Regions from separate parts of the Mus musculus genome. Here region 1 is linked to region 2. The links are chromatin contacts, called in public HiChIP or PLAC-seq maps. All regions are on one chromosome and are shown on one strand. The core of a region is the stretch at or near the end of the contact, and the rest is flanking DNA. Distances in the headings are between cores, read along the strand shown.

Region 1 (5,629 bases), core at 1,508-4,007, 390 kb after region 2:
CACCCCACCCACTTCGATGAAATTTCCTTAACTTCGGTTGTCTGGTAGAGTTGGTAGTTTAGCTTCAGAGGAAGAGAGGTGAGCCATGCCGCAATAAGGCCGGGTGACTTGTGCTTGTCTCACTGTCTCTCTTGTTCCAGGATGTGTTCCACATGGTGGTTGAGGTTCCACGCTGGTCCAACGCCAAAATGGAGGTAAGAGAGCTCGTCAGACTTGGCATGTCAGTTATCTTTATCAGATTCTTTTTAGTTAATGTATGGGTCTGAGTGTGCCACTTATATTGAGGTACCTGCGGAGCCCTGCAGTGTGTAGGAGCGGCTGCAACCCAAGTTACAAATAGTTGTGAACTGCCCAGTGTGGCACTGAACTGGCTTCCTCTCCATGAGCAGCAGGCTTTCTTCCTGCTGAGCCCTCTACTACCCAGCCCCATGTGTGTTCATTAGTTTTTTATCCAGCCAAACTGATTTGTTTAAAGATGAGAAGTATCCAGGCGTCTGGTCTCCTGTGTCTGGTCTCACTGTTCCCCGTCTCTGCCTCCTCAGCTCCAGGTACCCTTACTCCTGTGTTGGCAGCATACCTGTCCCAGGATGTTCTCCCAGGCCTCTGCTTGTCCCACCCACTGCCTCTGATGGCCCCAAAGTGGCTTGTCAATGTTTGCTTCTGCTTTCTTTTCTCTTTTTGTCTTATTGAGGTAAGGTGTGGCTGTACAGCCCAGGCTGCCCTTCAGCTCCTTCCCCTCCTCTTGTCTTAGCCTCCCAAATGCTGGGGCCACATCCAGAACATCTCAGCAGGAAGAGCTCGGTGGCCTTGGCTGAGTTTCTTTTCTTTCCGATGGCAGACAGTGACGTGGCTGCCTTTCCTTATCGATCCTCACTTTATATCACTTGGATTTTTGTTTTTGTTTTTTGAGACTGGGTCTCCCTATGTAGTCCTAGATGTCTTAGAATTCCCTATATAGACCAGACTGGCCTCTACCTTACAGCATCTGCCTGCCTCTGCCTCCTGATGGATGGCTGGGATTAATTATGGTCGTTCACCACCATGCCTAGCTTCCTTAGGTGTTTTGTTTGTTTGTTTGTTTGTTTGTTTGTTTGTTTTAACAGTGACCACACTTGCATTTGCTACACTCTCAGATGTTTGAATAACTTTAACTAGAAAGGAAAACTGACGTTGGATAATAATTATTTTGTACGTTTCCTAAGGCTCTTATTGTTGTTTTTAATTGCAGTTATTTGTTTAATAATTTATATGCGTGTGGCTGTTGGTGGCGGGCAGAGGTCAGCTTGCAGGCCATCTGGGGATGAAGCCCAGCAGTGCTGCTCTGTGGCCATCTTGCCAGCACAGTGCCCTTCCTCGGGGATGCTGGTGTTTGGTCCAGCTCGTCTTACTTCTTGGTTCCTGGAATTAGTGAATGTTCTTTTTCTCTTCTCTATGTTGTTGTGCATAACAGCTGTCGGAGGAGCTTTTAGTTCAGTTTTCACCATGTCAGGGATGAAACAAATCCTGAAGTTGGAATAACGGAGGGGGGATCATGCCTACATAATTTGTTTTCTTGGATCCTGACTCCAGCAGTGTTGCACACCCATCTGGCATTTCATTTCAGATTGCTACAAAGGACCCTTTAAACCCAATCAAGCAAGATGTGAAAAAGGGGAAGCTCCGCTATGTGGCGAATCTGTTCCCTTATAAAGGGTATATTTGGAACTACGGCGCCATCCCTCAGGTACGTGTCCAAGAGCCTCCTTACTCGCTAAAAATGTACTTTTTTTTTCTTTTAGCTTAGTAAAAATTAACTCACTTTTGATCAAACGTTTAAATGCAGAAAATACTGGCTATCACAGAGCAGAAAAGCACTGGATGGGATAATTTTATTTTAAACATTTTAATGACTTATTTCCAAGGTTAACTAGAAGGAATATGTCTATGTTTAAGCTCAGATTTTCTAAAATGTTCCGTTTTCTATGGACTCATTTTAGACTCCCGACTGTACATTCTTCACAGACTTAGTATTGTGTAGTGAGAAGAGGGAGCCTTGGTACTTAAAGCCTTGGTTCTTAGCCAAGCTTAGGGGCACACTCCTGTTAGCCCAGCCTGCAGGGCACTCTCCTGTTAGCCCAGCCTGCAGGAGGACTGACATAAATTGGAGGAAACCCTGGTCTACATGGCCAGTTGTAGGACAGCCACAGCTACATAGTGAGAGCTTGTCTCTGAAAAACACAGCCAGAATTAAAGGTGCCTGCCAGACACTTGGTGACCTGAGTCCTAAAGTCCCATGGCAGAAGGTGAGAGCTCACACCTACAGGTTGTCCTCTGACCTTAATGGGACATATGCCCACACACACTAACACATGCAAAAAAAAAGACAATTTTAAAATGGAAGTTAACACCAAAAGGCTTGATTTCTACCCAGATATCACATACACCTCCGAACTCAGCATTCCAGAGGCTGGAGCAATACTGAGAGCCGAAAGTTTACCTTTAGCAAGACTCTTGTCACCAAAGACTCTCACACCAAATGGTGGTGCAGACACAGTGGTCTCCCTCTGTTCCTCGGAGACACAAATCACACTCAACCTGGACAGTTGTTTGGAAGAAAAGAGCCCTTACTGTCTTTCTGCCCGTGTGCATTCTTACTGCCTTGTACATGGAGGCTTGGTTCTCCTGAGGTCAGAAGCTTTGGGTCAGGATCACGGCGAGCTTTCTTCTTACACAGCTGGAACCTTGTTTTCCTGTCTATCGCAAGCACATAGTAAGGCGTTGCTTAGTTTTTGGATGGTGAGTCATCAGGCTTTGGTGGGGGTGCCGGGGTTAACCCTAGCACTCAGAGGCGGAGGACAGCAGATGTCTGAGTTCAAAGATTGCCTGGGGCTGGCTGCACAGAAAAACCCTATCTTAAAAAATCAGGAACAAAAGAGACTTGTAACTGTTATTAGTAAAGGACATACATTTGATCATGCGACACTTAACACATATCCAATTTAGTTTTTCCTGTGGGTAATGGTTTGTTCCCTATTCATCATTAGGTGATATTAAGTGGCATCATTGTGAATCATAAGTTACTAGCATATAGGTCAGACTCATCTAGTTTGTTGGGTAATCACAGAGTCATTTGTCTGTCCCAATTACCGCACTTGAGTTGATTTGGTATTTGGCTTTGATGTGTGGTCCCTGTGGGGACACAGTGCTGAGCTCTTCTTCTCGGGGCGGACTCCTGCCTTCCTGGTATTGGAAGCAGTCTTGCTTTATCCCGTTCACTTTGATCTTTTTCCTCTAGCTGAAGAGGGAAGTAAATCCAAGTCATAAGTGTGTTCTGCTGAGGAATAAAGGAACCTAACAGCAGCTGCAATTTAAGCCCAACAGCCGGCCGCACACTTGATCAGTTCTTTGTGAGATGCTCTGCCGAGTCTCTGGCCTGCAATTTAGCAAAGAGAGAAAGGCAGTAATTTAAGCTTTTCAGCCTTGGCTCCCAGCCAGCAAGGCTGCGTTCACCATCAGAGGTTATCATTTCCATTCCGGGCTCTCTGGGTGGCAGAAATCTGTGATGAAGAGACTCCAGCTGATAGGACATAGATGGCGTAAGTACCCAGAGCAGCTCAGCAGACTCAGAGCCTTGCACATGCTAGACAAGTGCTCTCCTACTGAGTCACACACCACATCACACCCCCACCCTGCCCACCCTTAGCCCTTAGTGTTTGAGACACCAGGGTCTTTGTGTGTGGCTTAGTAAGACCTCTGTAGCCTGGAACTTGAGCTCCTGCCTCGGTTTCCACGTGCTGGGATTACAGGCACGCACCATCATATGACTTAAGTGTTCGAAGCAGGATCATTTTCTTGTTTTGGGTTTTGGGCTTTTGAGTCAGGACGGCACTGTGTAGCCATGGCTAGCCTAGAACTCATAGGGATCTGCCAGCGTCTGTCTCCTGGGATCAAAGGCACATATTGACACACCTAGTTTCATTCTCTGTTCTGAAGCTTACATTTAGCTTAGCATTATATGCATAATCGAAGCTCCAACATTTCATTATAATTCTTCTCTATAGTTAAAAGTTCTTAAATGGAAATTGTAAAGTTTGTTTGTTCGTTTGTTTTTTTCCTTGACAGTTTCTCTATGTAGTCCTGGCTATCATGGAACTCATTCTGTAGATCAGTTTGGCCTTGAACTCAGAAATCCGCCTGCCTCTGCCTCAGCTGTGCAGGATTCTAAGGCGTGCACCCCCACATCCAGCCTGTAAAAGTTTTAGAAGCAGCTGGTAGCTGGTTTGTATTTTTTCAGCAGATCTCGTGGGGGTTGCACTTGTTCAGCAGCGTGTGTGTGTGTGTATGTGTGTGTGTGTGTGTGTGTGTGTCAGAGTGCTGCACTCTAACCCTCGCTTTGTTTTAGACATGGGAAGACCCAGGACACAGTGACAAGCACACTGGCTGCTGTGGTGACAACGACCCAATCGATGTTTGTGAAATCGGAAGCAAGGTAATGAAGTTGAATTTTCCCTGTGACATTAAAATTAACGACTCATACCAGTTTCTGTTTTGAAAATTAATGTGAATGAACTGTGAGCACTGGTGAATAGTCAGGCCTCCTGAAGGCTTTGGGACGATCTGTGAAGGACTCAGCCAGGTTCTCCAGATGTGAGAAGTGGGCTCTTGTTCTAAAATTCAAGAGCTCAAGCTCGGCAGAATAAGGAGCAACTCAAACCAATGTTGTTAGATTCCATTTTTTTTTTTTTTTTGAAAAAATGTCATTTATTTTTATTTATATGAGTACACCGTAGCTGTCTTCAGACACACCAGAAGAGGCATTAGATCCCATTACTGATGGTTGTGAGTCACCATGTGGTTGCTGGGATTTGAACTCAGGACCTCTGGAAGAGCAGCCAGTGAGTGCTCTTAACCACTGAGCCACCTCTCCAGCTCTTTTGTTAGATTCTTTAGTCAGAATTTCTGTCTGTTTTGTTGTGGTTCTGGGGGTTAACCTCAGAATCTCAGAATGCTAGGCAGGTGAAAAATGTAAGGACATATGACTAGCTTAGTTCAATGGCTTCAACAAACGATAAAGCTTAGTACAATTGTGTCTAAAATGAATTATAGAGGCCTTATTTAGGACAGCCAAAGACACCTTAGAAAAGTTTAAATCCCCTGAACTATGCTGCTGTTTTCTTATGGCTCACAGGAGATGAAGTTCTGGAGCTAGACAAATGGCTCTACGATTAAGAACACTGGCCACCCATACAAAGGACCTGAGTTCAGTTCCCACAACCCACTTGACAGTTTACAACTGTCTGTAACTTCAGTTCTAGTGGATCTGACTCCCTCTTCTGGCCTCTGCAGGCATGAGGCACACACATAGTACATGTTCATACATGCAGGCAAAACATACATATAAAAATTAAATCTTTTAAGTTTTTTAAAGAATGCAGAGCAGAGGGTAGTGGCACAAGCTTTTAATCCCAGCACTTGAGAGACAGAGGCAGCAGATCTCTGTGAGTTCAAAGCCAGCCTGGTCTACAGAGTGAGGCCCAGGACAGCCAGGAATACACAGAGAAACCCTGTTTTTAAAAAAAAAATCAAAAGGGGCAGGGGTGTGTGTGTGTGTGTACTCGCGAGGGGAACTGACTGGACAGTTTCCAATGAC
Region 2 (5,306 bases), core at 2,790-5,289:
GAGCTTCACTAGTCAGCCAGCCAGCATAGCCAAACCAGCAGGCACCAGCTTTAGTGACAGACTGAATCAGAGACAAGCATTCCCAAGCATCACTAGCAAAGGTCCCTTAGCCCAAGTTCAGGCACCTTCTGTCCATTTGCTATCTGAGCCCCCACAGTCAGCCTGGCCTTGGCTGAATGGCATTCAGGGAGACGTACATGTGTGAATGAACGTACATTCTCGCTGCGGCCATCTGGTCCTTTTTAGATTTAGCAGAAGTAAACAATCGAGAGAAAGGTTAGAGGGCTGACCTTGGGCTGCCACACCCAGGTACACGGGGGACCAAGTGTGCACACACAGGCATCCAACACACACATATTTTGTGTGTGTGTGTGTGTGTATGAGAGAAAGAGAGAAGAGAGAGAGGAAAGATAGAAGAGAGAAGAGAGCAACAGAGAGAGAGAGTAAGGGTATCTTGAGGATGAGTGGCCTTGTAGAGTAGTCAGTGAAGAGCAGGGAGCTTCGAGGAAACACATGGAAAGAAGAAGATATGACATAATGACAGTGTGACCCCCGTCGTCTGAGCCTGGCTGGGAAGCTGGCTCACACAGTGTTAGCATCACCTGACATAATGACAGCTCACACGGTATTAGCATCACACCCCGTGTGTAAGGGCAGGGACCGGGTTGCATCCCCAGCTTCCAGAATGGAAGCAGAACTAGATGCAGAATGGATAAACAAATCCTGCTGCGGAGGAGGGGCCCAAGCCTATGATTTCAACACTAAGAGGCAGAGGCAGAGGCAGGGGGAATCTCAAGTTGTAAGGGTTACATGGAAAGACCTTGTCTCAATAAGCAAATAATGATAATAAAAATAAGCAAATAATAAGTAAACCCCTGCTTTAATCACAAGGAAAAGAAGCACAGAGATGTTAGTTAGCTTATCCAAAGCTGCACAGCTTTCAAGTGCAGCCACCAGTATACCCTACATCAGTATTTCTCAACCTTCCTAACACTGCGACCCCCTTAATACAGTTCCTCATGTTGTGGCAATACCCAAACACAAAATTATCTCTCTTGCTACTTCATAACTGTTATGAATCCTGAGGTAAATATCTGAGTGGCTGGTTGTCTTAGGTGACACCTGTGCAAGGGTCACTTGACCTCCAAATGGGGTTGTGACCCACAGGCTGAGAACCACTGCCCTAGACTATGCCTTTCTCAGCCCTGTTTTAGTCTGGGCCCAGAGGTCCCCACAGGTAGCTTGTTGGTGAATTCCTGGTGAGGAAAACCATTAAAAATGTACTGTCTCACTAGGACGATCTCACACCTGGCAGAGCCTGGCACCCAGCAAGCCACGGTGATGCCCATTTGGAAGACAGACAGGCCATTGACATGTGTTGTAGTATACCATTTCCTTGGAAATCCCAAATCTATAGGGGGCTCTGGGTTGGGGAAGGAACTTGATGTACAACAGGAGTAAAAGTGGTGTCCCTTACCAATCCATCACAGTTGCTGATGGCCACAGCTGCCCCGGGCATTCCAGTGACACCTCCAGTGTACACACACTCCTGCTGCAAGGGTTGTCGGAAGAGTTCCCGAAAGTCCTCCTGCCATTCCACCGGGGCCCCTGGGGCCACCAACCTCCGGTTCGGCTGCAGCCTCAAGTGAAGCAGCTTCCCAAAGACAGTCACATTAAAGTAGAGGAAATGCTGCCTCGGACCGCCAGGCCTCGGGGTCTCTCTTTCCAGGCTCAGGGGGCTGCGAGCCACGCGGAGGTGGCTCCGTGGTGAGGGAGCTGCGGGGGCAGACACCACATGGGACAAGAAGCGTCCCTGGAAATCTGTGCTGCAAGGCACCGTCACAACATAGTCGTGAAGTTTCCCAGAGAGGCGCAGGTCTGTTGGAGGTAAACACAGAGTCACTTTACTATGCACTGTGCAGAGGTTAAGAGGAAGATGGGAACCCAGGGATGGGGGGTCATAGGGTGAGGGTGGAGATGATGAATAGGCAGCCCTGAGCATCACTTATCACAGGTCCCTTAGCCTCAAGTTCAAGTACCTTCTGCCCATTGCTACCTGAGCCCCCACCCCCACCCCCCATTCAGTCTGAACTTGGCTGAATGGCATTCAGGTAGACATAAATGTGTGAACATACATTCGCTCTGTGGCCATCGGCATATATATATACATATATATATATATATATATACATATATATATATGTATATATATGTGTTGTGTGTGTGTGTGTGTGTGTATGTGTGTGTATGTATATATATATACATACACACATATACATACACACACACATATACATATGTATATGTGTATATATGTATATATATACATACACACATATACACACACATATATACATATGTATGTATATGTGTATATATACATATATATGTATATGTGTGTATATGTGTGTGTGTGTATATATATATATATTAGAAGTAAATAAATGATGTCAAACAGAGTCCTGTCATCAGAGCAACAGGCCTTCCAACCTTGAGCACTGCTTAGAAAGGGCTGAAATTCCAGATCTGCCTCAACTCCCCCAGTGTGCTGAAGTCACCAGCCCGGCCTGGGGCAGGGCCCTTGCCAAGCTCCCAAGAGTGTGGCTGCCAAAACAAACACACCTAGAAACCCAGGGGACCCTGGCTCTTGACACAGAGAGAGGAGGAGCTGGAGGAGGAAGCGAGGGAATGTACCGTTATATATTTTTCCGAGGTTAGAAAGGAAAGATTTTTTTTAAAGCATCACAGTGGCTGTGAGATTTCTGCACTGTCCAGCCCCAAGCAGGATAAATATAGAGCTTCCAAAATAAAAAGAGACACAGGGGGTGACCTGCCCACTTGGGCTGACTTAAGTGTGAGGTCATGGCCCCAGGCTGTAGGCCATTTGCCAGTGGGCCCCATCCTCACCCGCCCCAGCTTTCTCCCTGTGAACGGCCAGTCAGAAAAGACAGCTCATTGGCTTCCAGGCCTGGTGATTCATGGACACAAGTTGGAAGGAGTTTTCACTCTCCACAGTTCCGTTTCTTGCCTCCTCAGCTCGCAGCACTGATAAAACACACACAAAGGAAGGATGCACCCTTGAGATCCCCCAGGACACTGTACTCGGAGTATGGTGCTCCTTTATCTCTTAGCTGGACAGCTAAGATTGCAGAACCCAAAACTGCGCAAGACCGGTCCCACTTGGGCACATGAACCCTGTTTGGAAATAACTAGAGCCTTTTCTTGTTTGCCTAAAAGCACCTGAAGGGTACCCGTGCTGTGAGATGTGTGTGGTATGTCTCTGCTCTCTTCCTGGGAGACGGTCTACAGTGTCTGAGGATGCTATGGAGGAGAATTAGGGTACAAACTTCTTACTGGTCAGAAGCAAGAGTGCCCACAGTTTTCTTCTATGGGAAGCAATCATCTGTTAGCCTGATTCTGTGTGAGACATCTTAGACATGCACACTCAGAGGCGCACGTGCAAACAATCCCACAAGTGGAGACAGGGCATTGAAAGATCAATGGCGGAGGGTTGGGGTGGTGAGGGGAAGGGTGGGTTGTGACTTTTCTTCACTGGAAGAGTTCCCAATCCTCTCCTGCAGGTCACACTACCTCCAGTGACAGGAAAGGGACAGGGATTACTAGAAGCAGCCAAAGCTAAGCAACTCAACCCACACCAGGCGCACCGCCTTCCACTCCCCTCGAACTCTGCCTGGTTGGCTCCTGCATCCAGGAGCCACTCTGGCCGCCAGCACCCCCAGAGACCCCACGTCCCCGCGCGCCCGGCCCGCACGCACCTGGGGTCTGACTGCCGGCGGCGGCACAGAGCGCGCAGTACCAGGGCAGCAGGCAGTGGAGCAGAGCTCGGAGCCAAGCCATGTGGCTGCGCGGGGACGGGGACCTCCAGGAGTCAGAGTCCCGGGACTGCCGGATCGCAGAGCAGCCGGCAGCCTCCGCCTCCTGCTGGCCCGTTCCCGGCCCCCCAGCACGGCGCCCTCACTGTTGGCTCCAGCGGCGGTAGCTCAGTCCGCCCGCGCTGTCCCGAGCCGCAGGGACTCGGCGAGCCGGGCTAGGGGCGCGGGGCGGGTACACGGGCGGGGCGGGGCGCGCGGCTCGGGCGGGGGGCGCGGGCGCCGGGGGCGGGGGCGGGCCTGGCGAGCTAAGGCATGCGGCCCGGATCGGAAGTGCCACGCGGAGCCCGCGCAGGGGCTCCCGGCGTACGGGGTGATCGTCCCTTCAGACGCCAGAGCTTTCCGGAGTCACGGCCTGATCCTCTTCCCATAGCCGCTCCTCCCCGTTTGCAGGCTCTGTGACTACTCCAGAGCCACCGCACCCAGGAGTGTCCCCATTGAATTTTGAAGGCGCAGATTGGGAGCTTCCCCCTCCCCTGTCAGGATGCCCAACTAGCTCCTGACCCCTTGAATCGTCCCACTTTGCAGATGATAGCGCTGTGGACTGTCAGGTCACAACGATATGAGGGGGTGGGGGGGCTGCAAGGCTTTACAGCCCAACTGCTCGTATGGAAATCCTGGTGCTGAGTCTCAGTTTCTTCATCTGTGGCATAATTGTTAACCACAGCACGCAAAAGATGAACACCCAGCGTGTCCACCCCTGTCACAGTACTGAGCACGGTAGTGCAAGGAACACAGCGTCCACAGGCTGAGCAGATGCTGTCTTGGCAGCTCGCTGAGAACAGTTCCACAGTCAGGGCCCAGAGCCCAACAGAAAACCCCATGTTCTTGCTTCACTTTACAAGTATGTCCTTAATAATTTGCAATGAGACTCGAATTCAAACTACTCACAGGTGGAAACTTAGAGCAGGGAGGATCTGATTGGCCTTGCTATTTTGATTTTGTTGTTGTGTTTAACTGTGGCTATGGCTTTGAAATGATGCTGGGGTCTGGGGTGGCCAGCTCATTTCTGAAGTCAGCTCAGAGAGCTGATACCCATTATACTCCAGGTAACATGGAAGCACTCAGTTAGAAATGTCACCAACCAACCACCAGATGAATAAATGTTAAGTCTTTCTCTTAAAGACCTGTGAGGTCATGACAAGGTGTGTGTGTGTGTGGGGGGGGCTGTGTGAAGCTGATGGGACAAGAAGTGGGTCAGTATTGAAGGAGAGTCAAGGAGAAGACCAGGCTGTAGGCTACAGAGGTTCATCCCCAGAGCTCTGCCAATCGAAGTGGTTCTAAGATAAGGGCTTGACTTCCCAGGACCTCAGTCTTCCAAGCTGTAAATTGGGAACAGATGTGGCAAGTGACATAAGGATAGCTCACTTGCTCCCTCCTGAGAAGCCATCCCAGAGAAGATTCCTTTAGAAAGCC

The links. HiChIP or PLAC-seq counts read pairs in DNA pulled down with a chosen protein or histone mark.
Region 1: a contact with region 2 is called in an H3K4me3 HiChIP or PLAC-seq map of embryonic forebrain, with 4 times the contacts expected there. The contact joins the enhancer-like site here to the promoter of Adamts14 in region 2. A contact is called at or near these places in 4 of 39 promoter capture datasets (the 3T3-L1 cell line, hippocampal neurons and pre-B cells), 4 of 484 Hi-C or Micro-C datasets (cortical neurons, myocytes, nephron progenitors and 1 more) and 1 of 115 datasets of contacts at active chromatin or transcription factors (embryonic forebrain).

What each region holds. Positions count from the first base shown.
Region 1 is chr10:61,659,309-61,664,937 of GRCm38.p6, forward strand. It overlaps Ppa1 (pyrophosphatase (inorganic) 1), which reads left to right. Exons shown (of 11, transcript NM_026438.4): 3 at 141-194; 4 at 1,604-1,723; 5 at 4,382-4,468. Among named protein-coding and RNA genes, the nearest start is that of Ppa1, 14 kb to the left of the region's middle. Within about 2 kb of position 2,758, at least 77 of the 459 cell types and tissues checked have an H3K27ac peak or open chromatin away from gene starts, as enhancers often do.
Region 2 is chr10:61,269,380-61,274,685 of GRCm38.p6, forward strand. It overlaps Adamts14 (a disintegrin-like and metallopeptidase (reprolysin type) with thrombospondin type 1 motif, 14), which reads right to left and starts at 4,040. Exons shown (of 22, transcript NM_001081127.2): 1 at 3,777-4,040; 2 at 1,478-1,878. The coding sequence starts at 3,858.